Linked DNA regions of Hordeum vulgare: region 2 is linked to region 1. A link is a contact called in public Hi-C data. All regions are on one chromosome and are shown on one strand. The core of a region is the stretch at or near the end of the contact, and the rest is flanking DNA. Distances in the headings are between cores, read along the strand shown.

Region 1 (5,373 bases), core at 758-3,257:
AAATGGTTGTGCTTTTACATTATCATAACATGTGTGCAAGCTGGATATCAAAGCTAGGAACATTGTTTATAAGGCGGTAAGGCGACCTAAGGCAAGCACCACCCGCTCTAGTGCCTAGGCTACGCCTAAGCGCCTAAGGCGGGCATATTTGTAAGGCACTGCCAGGGCGCCTAAGAGTGTAAGGCATGATGCCTTAAAAACAATGAGGAAACTATTCGATTTCCAAATATCAAGAGTGGAATAAGTTCACAGCAGTGCACGACAGAAAAAAAAATCTAAATATGAACATTATCAAAGTATTGAAGACTCCATATACTTCTCATATCTGAATTTCAATCTCCAGACTGCAATTAGGATTTAGGAATGTACAGCAGTACATAGTACACTCTGAGTGTTTTTTGCATATCTAAACAAACAAGCAGAAGGCTCATAGTGATTTACCAAGACAGGGACATCAATGAAATGAGTGTAGATTTCAAAATTGAGATATGTACTGTGATTTCAACAACGTTACACAAATATCACCATGAACTTGCACCACCCCAGCTAATAGAGTTCTTATTCAGTAAGCGCACACATCGACGACAATGGGAACCAACTTTACACTGAGCCACTCTTTCTTACAATGGATGAATCAATCGGTCATAAAGCATGTATACTGACCTATCCATCGTCTTGGCTAGGAGGCGTACTGTGGTGCCCGTGAGGCCATCCTAGCAACCTGCGCCTGCTGCTGTGCATTGTTGACCTTGGTGCAGAGGACACGCTGGAAGAACTGCTCCCGTGCGAGTGCACGCACGCTCCTGAGGTAGCCGTCAAAGGGCACCGATCCTTCCTGGACAGCCTTGTCGAGCGCGTAGATGGTGTCCTCAAGCGCCAAATCAGTAGCTGTGCACTCAAGCATCTGCCTGGACAGCACATCGGCTGGCTGGATGGCCCCCTCTGCCTCGGCAGTGTCGTCACCAGCCCCCTTACGGTTCTCGGCGACCCAGGCCTCAATGACGTCAGTGGCCATCACCACGTCCTGAAGCCGGCGCTCGAGCGTCTCCTTCTCTTCTGTGATCCTACGCACCCCATCGTTCACCACCTCCCCCCGGCCACGCAGCTCGGCCTGCACGGCAAAGAGGGCGTCGACCTCGGCCTCACGGGCAGTGCGCAGGGCAGCGGCGTCAGCATAGGCGGTGTCGACGAGCTTGGAGATGGCGTTGCGCTTGAAGACCTCGGCTGGGTCCTCTGTGGGCGGCTGGCGCGCGGCGAGCTGGGGCGATGCTGGGAACCTGTACGGGCGAGGGACAGGGGCGTACACGGCCTCCGGTCGCATGGCGGGGGAGGCGGCGGCGGGAGGAGGAGTAGGATGAGCGGGAGGAGGAGCGGGAGAAGGGGCTGCAACGGATCTAGTGAAAAGCGGCGGGTCGAGGCCGAAGAGGTGGGAGAGGGATCTGACGAGGTCGAGGAGGTTGGAGGAGGGGAAGACCCATGAGCGGAGGTAGGGCGCGTTGGCGACGAGGCCGGAGCGGTCGACGAGCGGGTGGTGGGGCTTGATGAGCATGTCGCGGGTGGGGGAGAGGAAGACGAGGGGCGGGGAGCGCGGGTAGGTCTCGGGCAGCCAGATGACGGCGGGCAGGTTGTAGGTGGCCCCGGCGTGGTGGATGGGGACGGTGCCGTCGGCCTGGAGCAGGTGGGCGGCGCGGCCGTCGTTGTGGGTGAAGAGGGCCGCCTTGGGGTGGAGCGAGGGGAAGGCGTCGGCGAGGGCGACGAGGTGGTTGCGGATGAGCCACTTGACGTCCTCCGCGTAGGGGAGCGCCGAGGGCCCCCGCTGCGAGAGGGCGGTGTTGAGGAACTGGTGCGCGTACTGCGCTCCGCTCGCCGGCGGCGGCGGGGACGGGGACGGCGCCATCGGATCGGGGGAGGGGGGAGCTAGGGTTTGGTCCTCCTGCCTTCTCTGTGTGTATTTGGGGGAAGCAGGGGAAGGAGGAAGAAGAGTGCACGATACGAAGGGGAAGGAGGATTCGGTTCCTTTGCAACGAAGTCGAATACCTTCTCTTAAGAAAAAAAAAAGAGAGGAAGGATGGTTCGCTTTCTTTGCAACGAAGGAAGTGATTTTGCAAGCATTAGTAACTGCGCCTTTTTGCGAAAAAAAAAACCTCGGGGCTTCCGCGACCGCTAAGGCCTCGTTTGGTTAAGGGGGATTGAAAAGGTTTTGAGAAGGAGGGATTCAAGGGATTGGGTGAACCCCTTTGTTTCACCCAATTCTCTCAAATCCCACGAGGAGGGTTTTGAAACACATGGATAGAAAGGGATTGAAAGGGAACGGAGGGGATTGGGTTAAACAAACCCCTCCTGTCAAATGGACGCCCGAGGATCTGTGGGATTTATGGGTCCCCGGGGATTTTCCTCTCAAACCCTTCCCAATTCCCTTAACAAACGAGGCCTAAGGCAATCTGACGGTGATGGAATCGAGTGGGTGAGATGGCTCCTCCGACGCCGGTGGCCCCGTCAGGGGAGGGGGTCTCGGCCTTCGGAGTGGGCCTTGATGGGGGCTCCCCCTGCGTACGAGAAGGGATTCTCTCGGGGACGAGTCCGAGGCGTTTTTTGCGAAAGGGGAAGAAGCAGGGTGCGGCGACTCCAGTGTCGGTGATCCCGCCGGTGGAGGAGGGATCCTATACAGAAGTAAATCTTGGCGGGGGTCTCATCTTCGCACGGGATTGGGAATCGCTTCGGGTGCAATCAAGGTAAATCCTTCGGCGAACACAGAATCGGGAAATCTGCTTGGAGCTGTCAAGGAAAAGAGCAAAGGAAATCCTCGACAGCTCGGCAGGTGAGTTCCCCTACGATCCTAATTCAACAGGTACTTCTGGGGCTAGCAAAATTGTTGGCCCCGTGTTATCTGCCGATTTGGGGAATGATTGTATGATGGAAACTGTCTAGGCTGGAAAGGGGGATTTCCCGGGGGATATTGGTCTGCCTCATGTTTTCTTTGGGAATTTTTCTAGTGGATTGAGGGAAACATAGAGGAATCAAGGGGGAGAGGAAAGGTAGCGGGAGTTTCTCAGGTTGTTGATGATTGTAATTCCATTGTGGGCAAGAGTTTGAATACTGGTCGTATTGTTAGGAAACTGAAATTTTTAGGACAATTAATCTATACCTAATAATAAAGCGGCTATTGCTTCCGTCGGAAAACCCACCACGACATTTTTATAAAAAAGCTTTTGTAATTTTTGTTATTCAACCCATGCATCATTTATCTGCAATGCAAAAAGAAAAAACAATTCGCTATAAAAATTATACCCGTACGCATCGCCTCCTCCCGACCCTGGGCTACCCTGGCCTGTGCCCAGGCCGCTGCCACACCACTCGCCGCCGCGTCCGACCTCAACCACCAGTGCTGTCAATCTCAACACACCCGCCTCCGCGGTCGTACCTCTGCCCACTTGCTGCCTCCGTTTCGGCGCTCGAGCATAGCTTCTGGATCAAATCAACGCGACAGCTACAACGACTTGGGATGATGTGTCTGCTCGATGCAGAACGGCGGCGGCGCGCGGATAAGGTGTGGCGGAGCGAAGTACTTGCTGGTGGAGGCGGGCCTCCATGGCCCACACGGGAAACTCCGAGGTTATGGCGCGGCAACGACGACTCCTTATAGCCAGATAGAGGCGCCTAACCCTTGCTCCCCTCATCGTATCCCCTCCTCCGGCACGAACTCATCATCTGGTGAGATCCCCTCCCCATGCCTCCAACCGTGTGCCAAGCACCGGTAAGAAATTTTGTTTTGTGGGAATTTGTTTGCTGATGAATGAATGTATTGAATGAAAGATTGCATTATTGTAGAGAGAGAATGGAACACCACCTTCAGTTTGTCATCTGATCCCACATTCTCTACCCCATGAGTGAAATAAGATAACAGTCCATTGATCAATTCACGTAGCCTCTTTGTTTTGCTTTGCTTGTCCCGCTCAATTAATTTCTCATCATGATGGAATTAACATTGGGCGGGTTGATTTCTCAATAAAATAGGATAGGACTGACTACATTAGTTAGTTAGCTTATTATTTTAATAAATCAAAATGATTATAAAAAGATTAAAAGCGTGTGGTATTTTTATCTCCCGTTGCAACGCACTGGCCCTTTTGCTAGTATGTGATAATTGTATTAATTCTTGTGGAGAGGTTGCGTCACAACGGGAGTCTCGGGGCTATATTTGTTCTAGATGTGGAAGTCGCTAGTCTTCTTGTAGCTCTTCCCAGGGATCAAAGACACGTGCTTTTTCGCTTCCAATTCGTGGGTCTGGGTCGAGGGACATGGCTAGCCGGGGAGAGGCAAAGGAGAGGCATGATGGTCGAAACACAAGAGAGTGGAGAGTTCGGGAGGGATATTGGCTCAGGCGACGGGGATGGTTTCTCCGCCGCCAACTGTAGGGACAACGGTTACTCGAACCCCGTCTACTCCCGATCGTTTGGGGAAGACGGCGTCAAGGCGTCTCCAAGGCGAATGCATCCCTCTTGTCATCGACATGGAGGCAGCTCGCAAGGCCGTCAGTGGGTTCATGGTGGTCGGACGCCTCCTTTTACCCTTCTTGTCAACCCACATGTCATCGTTGATGAGCTTCGTGCCACGGAATGGAAGAGCCAAGGGGTGGTCACCGTCCAAGAAGTGGCAAGCGATGACGGGAGGTTTGTCCTCAATTTTGTTGCTGAAGGAGATCGATGGTTTGTGCTTAAGGCACAACCGTGGCATTATAGGCGGGATGGTGTCATTTTTGTCGAGTTCGACGGAGGTCGACTTTGGCGTCATGGCCATCTGGGCCCAGGTACGCAACCTCCCTTTCGAGCTCAAGACCGAGAGTATCGGCCAGACTCTTGGGGATGAATTGGGGGAGGTGCTCGAGGTCTCACACCGTAATCATATCATCGTTGAAAAAAATTGCGTGTGCGTGTAGGGATTATGTTACATGAGCCTCTAAAGAGTATTGTAGGATTCACTCCTTTGGGTAGTTCAAAGAAAGTTAAATTTGATGTACGTTATGAGAAACTACCCCTGTATTACGAGTGTTGTGGGTTGGCAGGACATACATCTGTGATATTTTGTAATATCCTAGTGAGAAAAGAGTAGCCAGCTACCCAAAAAATCTTAGTGTTGAAGCATACTGAAAGGGTCAAGGCGCAAACAAGAGAGCTCTTAAATTTGGGAGCTTCTCTAGTGGTGAGAAGTTTCCAAGTGCCGGCATCGACAACAACAACACTGATGGCATTGTCATCAAGGTGGCCACGGCGGTGAGCGGTCTCTTGGTGGCTGAAAATGATGCTGCAACTTTCGTCAAGATGGTCGCCTCGACGACGGCAGCGATGACTGCGTGTGCAACGGCAATGATCACTG
Region 2 (5,569 bases), core at 1,539-4,038, 160 kb after region 1:
AATTATTCACACGAGAACTAAACATTAACTGCATAGTTGGTGCTGCAGGAGAAAAAGAGCAAAATGTAAGAACAATGATTACTGAAACAATATCGTTACAATGGAACAATTTAATGTTGGTTAGTTACAATTTTTGTTTATGTATTTCAGAGTTACTTTAACGCGGTTTTAAACTTGTTAGCAACCTTGAATAACAAGCATCACATATTCCGTACCTAGAGAAGATTGGGAGTAGCCTAGAAGCAATGTATACACCTGACAATAACCAAGATAACAAATTCCACAAAATTACATGGTCACCCAATACTAACATATAAATGTAAATCACTTCTAATATATTATTATCTTATATATGCAACATAGCTTGCACTTCTACACTAATATTTATTTAGCACATTAACAATGATAACAAAGTTTTCCATAGGCATATTCTACAATGAAATCTTGACATGTTGTCAAATAATACAGGATGAAATGGAGTAAGAGGGAATCTTACCTGTGCCAAGGCTAACAGAAATCACCCGTCCCTCTTTAGCGATCATTTTTCTCAACGAATCTGACTGAACATTTTCTAGAACAGCTTGCCAAATCATCTCGTTGTTAGTTCTGCTACATTTAGATCCTTCATTCATTCTGCTAGCACTTGTCGACAATACATGGCCATCTAGTGTATATTCCCCGAGTCTCCTTCCACCATGGTAAGTGTTTGTCGTGACATGGCTAGAACAAATCCCTAGATTAGCATTTCTGTGTTGCCGAATTTCCTGATCTGATGTTCTTGATAACCCATGCGGACAAGCATATATTTCTTTATGATTTGTAGTAGAGTTCCTTTCTATATCACTGTCAGGGTAGGTAGACAAACCCTGGTTTGTACTTGTCGACGAACTTGGCAGTATATACTGTTTATCAGGAGCAAGCTGGAGCAGAGCAGTTGTAAGCCAGGTCATCTTATCATTAGAGACACTCAATTGTTTTTCAGCTTCAGAAAGTGTTTACAGTAGGCCTGGCGTAGTTTTTTTATATCCTCCTTTGATACTGTAATTAGTGCAGCACAAAATTACAATGTGAAAACATAACATTTATAGTAGTAGAGTTCTATGTAATGCATGGTTCAGGTAGGAATTATCCCCTACTATAAAATCCTTTCAAAGTAATAAATAAACAGAAAAAAGGAATATTGTTGCTTACAGGTTGGATGTTTGAAGAATTTTCTTCGAATTCTTTCTTGTGCGAATGTGTAGGTGCTAGCAAGAATGTCAGTTATTATTGTGGCGAGTTGAGACATTAGGAACAAAGGCTCAACACTTGTTTCAGTAATATCATGTAAAGCTTTCACGGTGTTTGCAGTGTCAGCAGATAGTGCCAAATCAAGCAAATTTACCAAGTTATCATAAAAAACCAAGCCAACCTGTCAGGTAATGAAGTATTAGAAACGACAATCATATCTCTGTACTTAGAATGCAAGAATGTGTTGTTTAGATGGATAAAACCAAGTATTTTACTAAAAAAAGTGTTTGGTGTTTCCAGTTGTAACTCTAACTTGCTGAACTATTCGTGCATTATGCCAAAAAGGGAACACATATTGAAAGAGAAATTTGAAGAATATGACGATGATATCATTGATTTAACTTCACAACAAATTCCAGAGTTATATAAGCATTCTCTCTATATATGTCAGCAGCGGCCAGCAGCAGATCCAACAAGCCCTTTATCTAAATATGTATCTATTAGCGTCTCTCTCTTCTCTCTATCTCTCATCTCTCTGCTCTCTCTCTCTCTCTTCCTCACCTATCTCTATCTCTCAAGCAGCAGCGCCCAACATGCCCTCTTCTCTCTCCCCAAAGCAAAAGCTCATCACTTCAAGTGTCTCCCCACCTTCAGCCACGTCGTCGCTACCGCCACCCATGTATCCACTCGTCGGTGGCGCCAACTCAACCTTCCCTAGATTTTCTAATTTCTTTTGAAGGAGGAACAAAATGCGTTGGTCGCTGGATCCAGGACAACACCTCCTCTGCGTCGCCCATCAAACCACCGCCCCGCCCCGGTACCACCGGCAATGGCCCAACGCCGTGCTGCCCCACCCGAGCCCCGGCAACGCGGACTCCATCCTTGGAAGCGAGAAAACCGACCACCATATCATCCTCCGCCCCGACGCCTCGGCCCAAGCAAGCACGCTGACCGCCTTATCGCCGTCCACAAGACGCCTCGCGCCCATTCCCCATTCTTGGGCTCCTTCGACGCAAACGCCAAGGCCTGCCACGATGCCTCGCCCATCCTGGGCTCGGGCGATGCGTACACGCACCCGCGAGCTCGCCATCGTTTCGGCCAAGGCCACCTTCGGCGACATCGTGTCCGCCGCGCTCTCCCCGGCCCACCTCACCGTGCCCCCGCTCGCAGCCGAGACGCTCGACATAGGCCCCAACGCCGTAGGATCCGCGCGGGGGCTTTGCCCGGAGGACGCGAACGGGCGGCAGCGAGGGGAGGAGGAGAATGGGGCGGCGCGGCCGGTGCGTAGACGAGATGACATGGGGTGGGCTGGAGTTGTGGGGCGCGAGGCAGGCTGATGTGCTGGTTTTCTGTTTTTTTCAGTGCGTTGATTTTTTGGGTTTTGTTAACGATTAACAAAGATAATTTTGTTAACGGCGTTTTTAAGCATTGAATCCTGTAATTGACGGTTCAAATGCTGAGTTGGATCTGCCCTCTCGTACTTTAAATAATAAAGATAAACCGGGCCCATTTTGGAACAGCTCCTTGGGCCGTACGGCCTCAAATGAACGGGAGCGTTCGGCCCACAAAGCTCATCCGAAACGAGCAGAGCGAAACCCTCCCCTCGCATTCCCCCGAACCCGAACTCCCAACACCAATGGCGGCCACGGCGATGGAGCACGACGGCGGCGCCGAGGTGGTGGTCACCCCGGGGGAGCTCCTCGGGCCCTCCTCGTCCCTTGCGGCCGGGCGCGGCGCCTACGCCGAAGGCCGCTCGGTGCGCGCGTCGGTCACCGGCCGCCGCCGCTTCGTGCCCCCCGCCCCCGGCTCCTCCGACCAGGTGGGGTTTACCTAGGGTTTCTGGGGCTGCCCGTCCCTTCGCTCCTCGCGCTGCTGCTTCTGATTGGTTGGTTGGCTCGTTTTGGTTTTGGCTGCAGAGGTCCACGGTGGAGGTGGTCGGGCACAAGGCGCACGGAGCCGTGCCGCAGCCCGGGAGCATCGTCATTGCCCGTGTAAGAGCTCTCTCTGTGTTCCCAGGACATGAGGAAGCTCGATGTTCAGTAGCTTGATGTTCCGGGGAGCATCGTCATTGCCCGTGTAAGCCGGGGAGCTTCGTTAATTGGGGACGCTTGATGTTCAGTAGCCGTGTTGTTTGGCGCTGAATTTCGTTAACACTGAGTGGATGTGGTCTGTACCCATCTCATGCCATGGTTGAGTTTGGGGCTGGGTACTGTTGTTGTCTGTAATCATGCTTCATGTGGATATCCGGCATGTGCAGGTGGCAGTTACTGAAAATTGTGTGAACTGTTAGAACACTAGAATCCACCGGCGTTGCCTGTGCGAATAGACTCTTCCACATAGAAACAACTTTTCCCTGTTAAAGGTTGACCTTGTTAACCTGTAAAGCCTTACTGACTTGAAATTTGGGTGATGTTTGTGAACAACCAGCCTATCATTCAGGTGTTGAGCCTGGCACTAAACAAGTTCATATGGCTGCTTGCTCCCAAACAATATATGGTACATTAAGGTTTTCTTTGTGTCATCTCCTCATTGACCTCTGGAGATGACTTTACATAATAAATAAGGGGAGTTTGGTGTTTCATGCAAAGGGAACCTGGGCTTACCCTTTGATTCTAAGCAAATAAATGAGGGAACAGATCTTACATATATATATCTCTGTTTTTTAGCGTATACTATCTCTTGTTCATAACTATCTTAGAATCATTTTCTAGCATGTGTGGATATTCTGTTGTCGGTAGTGGCACTGGTCAACTGTCTCTCACTGTTGGTGGTTTAGCTGAAAGAGATTTGCATTCCAACTTCTTTTTAATTGCTGCAGTGCTAACTGCTGATGGTTGTTTCTTTTGCAGGTAACGAAGGTTATGGCTAGGATGGCTTCTGCAGATATAATGTGTGTCGACTCAAAGGCTGTCAAGGAAAAGTTCACTGGCATGATAAGGTATTGACCCATTGCTGTTATGCTGCCATTTGGTACTGATCTTCATAGATTTATGTACGGTTTGCTTTGAGTTGATTGCCAAAGTGTTTATAGTCAATTGATTTTGTTCATCATTTTTATTGTAGATAATAGACAGTGTATTCCAGGAAAGTTCCTCATGCCATGCTCTTATGTTTGTAGGCAGCAAGATGTTCGTGCAACTGAGATCGACAAGGTGGATATGTACCAGTCATATCGACCTGGTGACATTGTCAGAGCTCTGGTTGTATCCTTTGGGGGGAATGTTACGTCTTGATAAGTACCGAACGTGAGGTACGGGCACATGGCAACTCTGAACGTTTTCGACGGCAAGTTTAGTGACGCGAGGATGGCAACTTTCGTGCTTCAGTTTATCTTTAACTGAAACTTGCCGTGTGTCACTGGAAACTGCCATCCTTGCATGACTGGAATTGCCACAGAAAAACATCAGGGCCGGAGTGCCACGCACCTGACGTGTGGGACTTATCATTTGGGTTTGTTTTCTCTTGGAGTCTTGGTCATGTGCAAGTCACTTTATTTCCAGAAATTATTCATTTGATTATTTAGTTGCAAACCTTACATCATGCTGAAGCTCTCTCTTGGGGATGCAAGGGCATACTATCTTTCGACTGCCAAGAATGAACTTGGAGTTGTTTCTGCCCAAAGTATAGCTGGTAAGCTTTCTGTTACCGCCGAACCAAGTTACAACTGTTCGTCATATTGTATGACCAGGCAAAATTATTCTAATGCTGCTACCCTTGTTTTCCCGTAGGTGGTACACTGGTCCCAACCAGTTGGACTGAGATGCAATGTGAACTGACTGGCCAAATTGAGCAAAGAAAAGTTGCAAAAGTGGAGTAGACCTTGTTTACTTTACCATATAGGAAGGTAAATTTGGTTGGTTACGGAGTTGCATCTCATTTGCTCAGAGCCTTAGGGGACTGTTTCAGTTACCTACTTAAGTATGTGCCCATATTTCATAGTGGAAGCAGCTACTACCCATATTTGTAGTGTATTTGCCTGTAATGTATTGGTATCTTGTACAGTGGCTAGCTGGGTACTGTTAGCATAGTCCCCTTTAGACAACTAAGTATGGCCTAATGTGGACTCTGCTCTGCACACTGATGAAGCCATTGGTTATTGTTGTTTTTTTCGATAAGGAGGCAGGCAGAAGCTTTGCCTCATCACATTAGCCATTTGTTATTGTCTACTCCCTTCGTTTCTAAATATAAGTCTTTTAGAGGTTCTACTAGAGGACTACATACGGATATATATATATATATATATATATATATACACACATACTTTTGAGTGTAGATTCATTCATTTTGCTCCGTATGTGGTCCCCTTGTGGAATCTCTAAAAAGACTTATATTTAAGTAC

The links. A called contact is a pair of places that touch in the nucleus more often than the background predicts.
Region 2: a contact with region 1 is called in a Hi-C map of leaf, with 4 times the contacts expected there. The contact joins the promoter of LOC123451932 here to the promoter of LOC123451929 in region 1. A contact is called at or near these places in 2 of 6 Hi-C or Micro-C datasets (both in leaf) and 1 of 1 datasets of contacts at active chromatin or transcription factors (embryo).

The regions. Positions count from the first base shown.
Region 1 is chr5H:513,305,110-513,310,482 of MorexV3_pseudomolecules_assembly, forward strand. It overlaps LOC123451929 (protein ELC-like), which reads right to left and starts at 2,008. Exons shown (of 5, transcript XM_045128496.1): 1 at 664-2,008. The coding sequence starts at 1,897. The coding sequence ends at 680. LOC123451931 (a long non-coding RNA gene) reads left to right here and starts at 2,733. Exons shown (of 4, transcript XR_006632533.1): 1 at 2,733-2,818.
Region 2 is chr5H:513,463,006-513,468,574 of MorexV3_pseudomolecules_assembly, forward strand. LOC123451932 (exosome complex component CSL4) reads left to right here and starts at 2,789. Exons shown (of 7, transcript XM_045128497.1): 1 at 2,789-3,049; 2 at 3,147-3,221; 3 at 4,080-4,168; 4 at 4,349-4,433; 5 at 4,779-4,860; 6 at 4,959-5,074. The coding sequence starts at 2,867. The coding sequence ends at 5,047. It also overlaps the pseudogene LOC123397091.